Linked DNA regions of Podarcis muralis: region 2 is linked to region 1. Evidence: chromatin contacts called from public Hi-C data. All regions are on one chromosome and are shown on one strand. The core of a region is the stretch at or near the end of the contact, and the rest is flanking DNA. Distances in the headings are between cores, read along the strand shown.

Evidence for each region. Hi-C and Micro-C count contacts between places; a contact is called where the count stands out from the background.
Region 2: a contact with region 1 is called in a Hi-C map of blood, with 2.8 times the contacts expected there. The contact joins the promoter of TP53INP1 here to the promoter of CFAP418 in region 1. A contact is called at or near these places in 2 of 3 Hi-C or Micro-C datasets (blood and tail).

The regions. Positions count from the first base shown.
Region 1 is chr8:25,156,723-25,162,175 of rPodMur119.hap1.1, reverse strand. It overlaps CFAP418 (cilia and flagella associated protein 418), which reads right to left and starts at 2,683. Exons shown (of 5, transcript XM_028736457.2): 1 at 2,469-2,683; 2 at 1,179-1,278; 3 at 497-567. The coding sequence starts at 2,641. TRNAS-AGA (transfer RNA serine (anticodon AGA)) reads right to left here and starts at 2,966; the gene lies at 2,885-2,966.
Region 2 is chr8:25,291,546-25,296,998 of rPodMur119.hap1.1, reverse strand. TP53INP1 (tumor protein p53 inducible nuclear protein 1) reads right to left here and starts at 3,388. Exons shown (of 4, transcript XM_028736469.2): 1 at 3,233-3,388.

The DNA of each region.
Region 1 (5,453 bases), core at 1,434-3,933:
AATTTACTTCTGAGAAAACATACACAGTTAGCTTCTGACGAACAGTGATATCCTAGGAATAGCTATATGGAAATACCGTGTTCGATGGGGCTTAGTCTCTGATAACCTGGCATTAGATTGCAGCCTAAACCTATGCCCATGTAAATGAAATAGCCATACCATTCTTCCAATTTGCCCCTGCCTTCACTTCCACTGTTGTTTTGCTTATCCTGAACTTTAGATTGTAAGCTCTTTGGGGCAGTGACCTACCCAATGGTGCAATGTAAATAACTCAAGTCCCATTGACTTCAATGAGAACTAACTGCAAAAAGTTAATCCCACTGAGTTCAATAGGACTTACTCTCAGGTAAGTGTGTACAGGCTTGCAGTCTTAGTGCAACTAAGTCACTCTTGATCCAACCCATGCATTCTTTTGTTTACTGACTGTCAATAGAGTTAAGTTGAAATTAGCTGTTTACTGTTCAAAGCATTTCTCACTCATGTAATTTTTACTTACCTCTTACCATGAGCTTGAATGGAGGTAGTTCTATTTTCAGATGCAGGGCTAGGTGACTTAGATTTATGTTTCTAATAAAGAGAGAGAGAGATGGGGACCTCTTAACACAAACCAGCAGCACGGAAAAGCTTTCCTGCTTTTATTTCCAAATAACAAGGACCAGAAGTCTACTCGAAGAGGAGGAAGACAGAGGGCAGAAAAACAGCAAACAACACGAGGGCTTCACAAATGGCTCCCATTTCTGCAGTCAGCTGCAGCAAGGTTGCATGGGGAACCACACTGCTCCATCAGTCAGGCAGCATTTTCCTCCCTCCAGTACCCATTCTCTTAATGTGAACTTTGGGTTCTGGACTGGAGTAAATGGCTCTGGCTGATGCATAGGACTAGAAATTCTAATCTGATGTGACAACTGAAGCACTGTTAGCTTTATTCCAGATTAGGGAATCCAGGACACTTTTTCTCTGCTTCCTTGGCTTTGCTTCTACCCACAACCACCATGCAGCCCTGACTGATTACTCCTGAGGGAACCCCGTCCTTGACTGCGGGGGAAGGTTGTCTACTCTTACTCTAGACTTTCAACACTTTCCCTTTTCATCTGGCTTTCTTCTTCAAAGGTTCTGACTGACACTCCCCCCACCCCCCGCGACTTTCCCTTTCCTCAGAGGTTGCTTTGTCGACCTACCACAAGATTTTTGGCATAGCTGTTTTCGTCGATGATATCTTTAATTATGTCATCTATGTCTTCTTCTTCACTAGCACCTTTTGTCAATACTTTGGAAAATCTGGAAAGAAATGGAAGAGGAGCATCCCTTGGTAAGTTTATTTAGAAGACACTGGCCAGTATGGGGATAGCTGCTTCAGACACTTAAAACCCCAGGGGCAATTGTCACACGTGAAAACGACATGTTTTGTCTCCAAGTATCCGCAGTGTGCACAGTGGCCAAACACAGTTTCCCACAAAGGTGAGAGGAAGCAATGATTGTTCATCCATGATACTTGCTACTTATGCAAGCCTGCCCAGTTGCTTAGAAGCTGAGGTAATTTTAAGCTGTTTTAGTATTTTAACTTTTGCATGTTTGAAAGCAGGGTTGTGATTTTTTAAATATTTTATTTTACTGTTTTATCTTCTGTAAACCGCTTTGTTAGTTTGTTTGAGGTGCCTAAGTTTTATGAAATAAAATAAATAAATGCACAGACTGTGGCCTGCAACTGTGGCTTGAGATGCATCTTCCCTGGGTTTGACATAATTCAGTGGAGCAGTTGGTGGAAGAGGAAGAGGGGTAGACTGTCTGGGAGATAAGCCAGAGGGGGTGTTGGAGAATGTTAAAAAGATGCAGAGATGGGGATAGTCTGAAGGACTTGGGAAACGCTGGGGTGTTCATGCAAGTTAAGAATCTGGCAGCAGTAACAGCTGGGTGGTCGCGCGTCACGTCGCCTGGAAACGCGGGAGGGAGTAGAACGGAGAGACTAAGCGGCACCCACAGAGGTAGAACACGCGGAAGAGTCGCGCACAACCCTCAGTTCTGGTTTCCGCTCGAACACGCTCCTGTGCGGGCCAGGAGTATCAACATGCACAAGAAAGAAGGCAAGGGAAAGGCATGTTCCGCCGAAGCACTTCTTTGGTGCCCTTGCTGTATTTTCTTTTTTCTCTGCGTGGGTTGCCCAAAGGCTGGGTGGGTGGAAGGTGGGAAAAGCCTGAGATGCGCAAACGGTTGCATGCTTACTCTGAAGTATCACTTAATTCAATTGGGCTACTTTCATAGTAACTTCGCTTGGTGAGTGCAACCTAAACACGCTTAGATAATGAGGGATTTTATTTTTAAAGGGTTCGGAGCTTTCTGAAGTTTGTACTACACGCTAACAGGGAACCGGAATTGTCGTTAATACTTCTCTTTGAAACTGCGCTCCCCTTTAGGGGCACCTCGGAGGGGCGGGGGGGGGGGAGGAAGGTGCGAGCATGCGCAGTGCTCACCTGGCCCTCTCCCCCGCCGCGGCGGCCTCGGCTTCGGCCTCTTCTTCCTCCTCGCGGAAGCGGTTCCTTTTCCGCCCTTGGCCTGGCCGGCCTCGCTCCGAACAGTCTCGCCTCGAGAGGCGGCAGAACTTGTTCTCTACCTCGTCCAGCAGCTCATCTAGGTCGTCCGCCATCTTAGCCTCTCCTCACGTCTCTCACCCCCCTTCCCCTCGTTGCCATGGTAGCAGCGGGGGGGGGGTGGGAGAAGGGCGAGGGCAGGCGCGCCCCGCCCCCTCCGCCCCCACGTCTAAGCCGCCGTGGAGAATGGTTAAATAAATAAACAAAACCTATTCCTTAAAGTCTGGGATTGAAAGTTAAAAGCAGAACGTCACATTCACGAAGCGCGTAAACAAAATTTATTTTTTTTTTGTCTCGCACGTAGTCGGCAGGATTCGAACCTGCGCGGGGAGACCCCAATGGATTTCTAGTCCATCGCCTTAACCACTCGGCCACGACTACAGAACATACGTGCTGCCTTTTGCACAACAACTGAGCTCACTTTGGAATGCAGCGTCTGCCTGTGCAATGTCTCCTGTTAGGCTGCTTCGCCGCCACAACCGCCTAAAATGATTTAACAAGATTAAGCACAGTTAAAATCATAGCTGTCAACTTTTCCCTTTCCTTGCGAGGAATCCTGTTCGGAATAAGGGAATTTCCCTTAAAAAAAGGGAAACGTTGACAGCTATGGTTAAAATATTGTTATAAACCTTTTGGAAGACATGTACAGTATAAGGATGCACCGTGCAACAGAGAGCACTGGGATTTGGCTTTCCAACAAGGGCAGTTATAAATTTATTCCCAAAATAGCTTTACAATAAGCATTTTTTCTTAAATTGCTCTTTTGAATTGATACTTGTTTTGTTTTACGACAAGCACACCCCCCCTTTTTTATTCTGCACCAAATCGCAGTTGTTCTTCCTGCTGTCAGCTTCCTACATTTTCTTTCTCTTGTTTGGACCACAGAGCATCCTCTAATGCTTACTCGGAAGTAAGCCTCATTGTACTCCATGGAACTGACTTTCCAAGGCTGCAGCCCTATGCAACCTTACCTGGGACTAAGCCCCACTGATGCCTGTGGGACGTGTGTAGACAGGTGTGTAAGATTGCAAGGGTGCATAGAATTTTCTCCTGGAAGTTACTATAGGACTAAGATGGCTATAATATGTATGCCTTTCAAACCCAGGTTCGATGTGAATCCATCTTTATTTGTAGCAATCAATTTTGGGGTACAACTATTTGCAAACGCCACTTAGATGATATTAGAGACTTGGAGTCTGACAACATCTGGAAGGCCACAGCTTTTTAATCCCTGCACATTTGCAACTGCACATTTGTGTGATGTCTTCTTTTAGAATAAGAGCACTCCTTTTTTAATACAAAATAAAACAACGTGGCTGAGCGGTTGTGGGTTCAAAGTGGCCTCCTCTGCTCTTTCTCATTCCTGCACGGCAGGGGGTTGGACTAGATGACCCTTAGGGTCCTTCCAGCTCTACAATTCTACGATTTTATGATTCTATGAAATATACTAAGGCAAGCAACAGCACCGCCTACCTTGCTAGCAGGGCAAATGACATATAGTTGCCCCGTTGACTTAAATTTATATTCCATTTCAGGACTAAAAATATACAACACTAAGAATGACAAATTTATAGAAAGGTGGTCAACTATTGAATAGTAAGGCCACACATTTCTCTCTCTCTACACTTGTTTATTAAGCTATGATGATGGAGCATATAGTTTATGAGGAACAAATTAGCTCAAATTACCTCCATGTTTGTTACTCTTACCATTTTTCATTCTATATATTACATATCTATCTATCCATCTATCTATCTATCTATCTATCTATCTATCTATCTATCTATCTATCTATCCATCCTCTTTGCAAACCAGTGCAGCTTCATATTTTATGCAGGAAGTGTAATTAAGAAAGATGTGCATTCTCCTCTCTTGAATTTTATCAGCCTTATAATAACTATTATTCTTTGGGCCTGCACAGGTACCATGAAATATTCCAAATGTGTACAGGTATAAAATGCTGTTTGGTGTGCTGTGTGTTCAAAGTCCTTGGCATGTGGCCACTATTGTCTCTTTCTATTCATTCATAAAAGTGACAGAGAGGGAATGCTCTGTTATGTTGTGTTTGATTGGTAACCCAAGGAAACAATCAGAAGAGCCCCTCTGAACTAAGAATCATTGTCTCTTCTAAGCAGAATGACAGAAAACCTATTGCTGGATTTCTGCTGCCAAGATCGCTCAACATTCGTCAGACTCCTTTTTTTTCTTTTTTCTTTCTTTAAAAAGAAAAAGCAAAGCCTGCAGTCCTTAACAGCTACAGGCGAAGCCTTTCAGTTACAAGGTGTTTTATAATCCTCTTGGTACCATAAGTAATGAATTGCAAGCCCTCTTTAGATTCTCTTGTACTTGGAGCTTTTTATATTGTTGTTCCGTTCCCCTTCCTCCACCTCTCAAGGCTCCTATAATATCACTGCCCTATAATGACAGACGTGTTGGGCAGGGCGGTTGTGAGCTCCTCAGTGGCTGATGCTATGGAAGAAACTGAATAGCCCTGATGCCTCTCCAAGTCTTTTTCAAGCACTCCCTTGGTTTAGGTCGTGGTGTCATGTAGGTAAATTGAGTCCAGAAGTTGTGGATCCTCAAGTGGAATTTTTACATCCATCCCTCGCAGCTGTGGAGAGTTTAGACTAATCACAATTCTCCCTGGTATACCATCATCTCTGTAATTTGAAAAAGGATCAGGAGGAGCCTGAAGGCTTGCAAGGGGGGGGGGGGAGGACATCTTAAAGAAACCTTTTGTCTCAAAATACATCACATGTGGAAAGGGAGCACTTGTTCCTTCAGTGTGAGGGGCTTAAGGAATGCACAAGTCAAATACGTTGTTGGCAGCCTTTCAGGTGTCCCTCAGAAATGCAGCGGCACACATTT
Region 2 (5,453 bases), core at 2,139-4,638, 130 kb before region 1:
CTTTTTTTTTTAAAAAAAGTACTGTATTTGTATTTGCATTGTTTTTTGTTACCACTGAGACAGAAACAGACACCAATTAAGGGGAGACACAGATATGTTGAAAGACAGGAAAAAGATGGCCATGAAGAATGGACTGCAAATCAAATGATATTTACAATAAACATAGTGAAGGATAAAAAAAAAATGATTCCTGCCCTGTGTGCAGTTTGAAGTGGTATTGTTAATTTTACCATGGAAGAATTCTGCTACCACATTCCACTATATGGGTGGGCAAAAGTCTTAAAGAGAACTTAGAAGTTTGAAACTGCCTACCGTAAGAGCTGAAAAGCAATCATGCAAGCATTCTCCACCCACCCACCCACAACCATCTCCAAAAGCCCTCGGAAGCCTAGCAGAATGCTCAGAGGTTGCATCAAATGTGAAATGTTCTTGCAAAGCAAAACAAATGCAAGTCCAGAACAGTTTGCCAAAGACTAGATCCTTCTGTGGAAAAATAAAAACTTGTGAAACTTTAAAACACACAGGGGGAAAAAACAACTAACTTCCTTGCCCCACAGAGCATCAGGAACTCCTATTGGAAAGTTGCACAGCAGAAGGCCCACTATACTCAATGGGGAGGAGCCATGAAGTCTGATCAGCAGCTGCATGCAAAAGCAGAAGGTCCCAGCTTTGTTCTGGTGGCATCTCCAGGTAAAGCTGGAAAAGATCTCCATCTAAAAACCCTGGGGAGCTGCTGCCAATCAGGGCAGACACTGGGTGGACCAATGGGCAGGGGTCTCAAACTGCAGTCAATGAACCAGAGCTTCATCCAGGTTGTCCACAGTGTGGATCTGTGGTTGTGCCCATACTGTATTGATTTTTATTGCTGCTTTTACATTTTATTGCATTGCAATCTGAATTCTGTAAATCGTAATACCATACAAAGCAATTGAACTGCAATTAAGAATAATAAGTCTAGCACGACACATCACAATTACTACAGGCAGAGAAATCTTGAGTGGTCTGCCAGTTTTCAAGTGATCTATGGCAGTGTGTGTGCGTAAAATTTGGGAAGCATGGCCAAAGGCAACTTCCTAATTGTAGTTACATAAAGAGTGACTTACACAACTGCTTATCCACAGGGGGTGCTGTGTGTGTGTTATAGGAACCAACTCCTGGTAGCTGAGGTCCCTTTGGGGACCCCATAAAATATTTGAGGGGGTCAGGGCCCCCCAAGCTGATAGGCACTGTCATTCAAATGGTGTGTGCGAGCCACATCTTGTGATCAATTATGTAGGGCAGGCTTACCTGGCCCCCCCAATATTTTAAGTTGGCACTCCCGGGGGGGGGGTGCGTGCTTACTAGAGCACATAGCTTGCTCTTGTCTGTTCATGTATATTGGGCTTCAGGGTGGGGCCTCGGCAGGTATCACGCCTCGGGGTGCCGACCCGGATTGCCCCCCTCTCCCCTCCCTTGGCGGCCGTGAGTCACCAGTTCCTGGTTTGTTTTGATCGCGCAAGTTGCCTCTTCCCCGGGCGGCGCCGCTTGGCTTCTCCGGCGAGGTTAGTCACACACCTGAACCCGACTCAACTTCGGAGTCCAAGATCCGCCCCGACGGGAAGAGACGGAAGCCTTACACCAAGGGAAGGGCGGTCTCTCGGCACTGTCAACAAAACAGGATATGCGGGAGGCGGGGGGGAAAGCAACCCGATCCCTTTCCAGCCCCCTTGGGCGGATCAGGCAAACCCCAGCTCCTCCTCGGCCTCAGTCCCCCCACTCCCTCTCCAGGGGGCGGGCAAGGACGGAGACAAAAGGGAGGGGGAGTTGCTCCAACCGCAAGGCCGGGTAGAAAGCGGGGAGAGGAAGCGGAGGGCATCCACAAGGCGCGTGAATTGGCTGCACTGCCTGGGCAGTTGGCTTGGAAAGGACATCTCCAAGGCCGGAGAGCTCTCTGTCCACGCCCCACGGCCCTGGCCGCAGGACGACCTTCACCCCCGCCCTTTAGGGGGAAAAGGGAGGTCCCCTCCTCTCCGCCCGCCCAGATCGGCGCCAGACTCCACCCTGCGCCTCCCTCGCCAGCAGTTTGAAACTCCGCTCCGGGGACGGAGCGCGCAGGGTAGGTGGGCAAACGCTCGCGCCCTTCTCCGCGGGTACATAAAGTTTGTCCGCGCCGGATTATTATTCCGCAGGAGCGCGCGCGGAACGGTGCCGGGATCCACGCGCGCCCCCGCAATTCATATTGAAAAGGGGATCCCGAGCCCCGATCCTACAGATCTGGCGATAGTAAGGTTGAAGGATGCGATCCTATGCGAGCTCGCATCGGGATAAAATCACTTGGCACTAAGCACACACAGGAGCCGTTTATTTGAAATATAAAGTCGCACCGAAATCAGTGGGGCTCTCCTTTCAAGTTAGTATGTTAGGGATAGTGTTGTATTATTATTTTTTTAACTACTAATTTATATTTAACGGGCTATGGGCTGCACTGCTAGATTTCACGAAAATAAGAGTTAATTCCGCGAATTTTAATAAAACAACCCCACCACCATCACCAAACGAAAACACCCTTTAAGGTACTCGAGAGGACAAGTTATAAGACGCCTTTTCTTTTCTTTTTTTAACGATCTCAGCCTCAGATGAAACCCGCAGCAGTTTCATTAACCAGGAAGTAGGAACAACTGAATTTTGCAGGGCTCGCTTCCAGGGAAGCGGCTTCGCTGGCTGCGAGGCTGGCTGGCAAAACTACGCCACAAGTGGTTTGTGAGCAGCCCAGTCGGAAGGCGCTGCCGAGCGACGGACAAAGCTGGGAGGAGGATCGCGCAGTAATTTACCTTTAAGGAAGTAGAGCCGGGGGGGGGGAGGAGGAAGAGAAGATAAGACTTTGAGAGTTAGTTCTCCCTGCATGAACTCCGGTGTTATTCGCCCCCCTCCCCGCATCTCTGCATACTTTGCAGAGGGACGAGACGGACCCTTCCCAGAAAGCGGAACGCAGGAAAGCGCCAGTGGGTAAGCGATTCTGCCCAGCAGCCAGATATATAAATATACTAAACTTTATAGGCGGAGGAGATGGTGGGAATCCCCCTTGCCCAGTTCTTAAAATAGACCAGATTTCCTTTTCTCTCCCTCCCCCCCCCCCGGCCGCATCCAAACGGAACGCGCACCCAACGCCAAGAATATCGCGCCTAAGGTCACTTGTGGCCAAAAAACGCCCACACGCACCCGGTACAAAGGACGCCCGCAGCCCTTCACTCACCGTCCGCAAAGCAGCCGGGCAAATCCGGAGCCTGGACGGCGGCGGAGTGAGGTAGATGGCGGGGAGTCTGCTCCTGCGGGCGCCCCGAGCCCTGTTGCACCGGCCAGTCTGCGCTCCCCGCAGAGCCTTTTGTTGTTATAGAATCCGGCGAACAGCTGATCGGCAGCGCCCGCCCCCTCGCCCCGCCCCGCCCTCCTCTTTTGCCTCGACGTTCCCACCCCGCGGCGCGCTGCTAGCAGGGGGCGCGCGAAGGAAGGGAAAGAGGGCGGGCCGCCCAGCCGCGCCTGCACCAATTGGGAGCCCCGCGGTGCTCCGGGACGCGCCGGGACAGGCTGTCACTAACGCACGTGACGCGGCTGTGCGAGCTGCGGAGCCAGACGAGGCGGCCTGCAGCGTCCGGGATAGCGAGCCCGGGCAACAAAAGGAAGGCAGGGAGAAGGAGAAGCAGAGAATAGGAGAGCTGCGGAAGGAAGAGGAGGAGAAGGGGTGCGCGGAACGAAATGGGGAGGGGGGAGGGAGGGAGAGGCATGGCCCAAGTGGAAAAATACAAGAGAAGTTGGGCAAGGTGCGGGGAAAGAGCCTGGAAATGCACAGCCCTCGTTTATTGCTACCCTCTCGTCTTCAGAATACCCAGTTCCCACCCTGGGAGCCGAGGAGACGTCATTCTGACCAAAGTGCCAGGCCACTTTGGAAAGTCCCCTGCACGCAAGTGTCTCCACACAATTTTTCCAGCCTGTCTTGACCAAGAGAGAGAGTGAGAGGGCATGCTAGGGGCATGCTCAGTTTGGAAGTGAGCAAGGTCTTGAAGGATTGGGCACACACACTTAACAGCCATGCACCCCAATTATTCAGGGCCTGATGTTAAGTACGGTTTTTCTACAAGCCACTTGCAGCAATTCCACAATATGTTTTGATGCCTGGGGCTGAAAATCCAGTGGTTAAAAATAATGGAGTAGGAGTTATTTGGGTGCCCATTAATGAGACCCCCAGAACTGTCAGCTAAGGCTGGCCCTGAATCTCTTGGCAAACCCTTGCGAAAGGACTTCTGTAGTGCTAAATCAAAAGCCTGCATTTCCTTTGTGCGTGTGTCCTGGATGTGTACACTGGCTGTTGTTGCCCACCATTTCACTCCTGCAGGGATAACACTGTCAGTATTTGAAAGCCCTCTATAACCCAAGAGCGTTGTGGCCAAGGAATGAAACTTATTCATGTCTGTTTTGTTCTGGTTTGGGTTCATCTGTGACTTAAGGTCTTTCACTTTGGTTCATGCCAACCAAGTTTCACACTGGGACTCTGCTGGCCTAAATGGCAAGCTTTTTGTAAAACAACTAACTCCCTCTCAAATGTATGCTAGTATATAAAAGTGGGGACCTGCAGTAATAGGTTGCAGTGTATTTCCAACTCCTCTAGCAGGAATACTCCTTTTCAGGGCTCTAACTAGTGTGGAACAGGAGCCTTGTAGCTGTTTGTGATTTGCAGGGAAGGTGAAGATTAAAGTGTTGGGGGGGGGGGGGAGAAGGGAAAATTACCTTGAAGTATATCCAGAATTAAAAGGAGGCGATTTGAAGATGGGGAATAGGATTGGGTAGGAAAGCTATATTTGTGATGCAACAACTTGCAGATGTGATGAGAAAATAAAATAATACTGATTGATACATGTTATTTTGATGCAGTAGGTTTTTCTGTTTTTTGTTTAAATGTAGAGTAATATTACTATGTAAGTAGAGTCCACCAAAGAACGTCATCAGAAGTCCAGTTGACAAGAAAGCATATGGCAACTCAGGCAGGAGAAAATTCTTGTGCTTTGCAGCCAAAGTCTGCAGGGAAGAAAAAGAAAGCAAGAAAGGGGTCATATAAGGACACTCAATATAGGTTTTTGCTTCCTCTTTTATAAAAAAGTGGAAAGTTAAGGGCAATCTTTCTAGAGTTAGTTTCCTGGTTTGCTTGCATGGTGTTTACATGTCCTTTTGTTCATCCCACAGTTTTCGATGCATTTTCCAATCACTTTTGAAACCACAGAAGACTGTTTTTTTAAAAAAAATAAAAAGTGGGTTCTCTCTGTAGCACTAAGTACCACATCCCATCAGTACAAGGATTTCTGCTTGTACAGTGGAATGCCTTCTCTCCCTTTTCCCTGCACACCCTTAAATCTGTACTGGGTTTTCTCCCAACCTTTCAGAGCAGATTGGGGGAGGGGGGAAGAGTACGTGGGGAAAGGAGG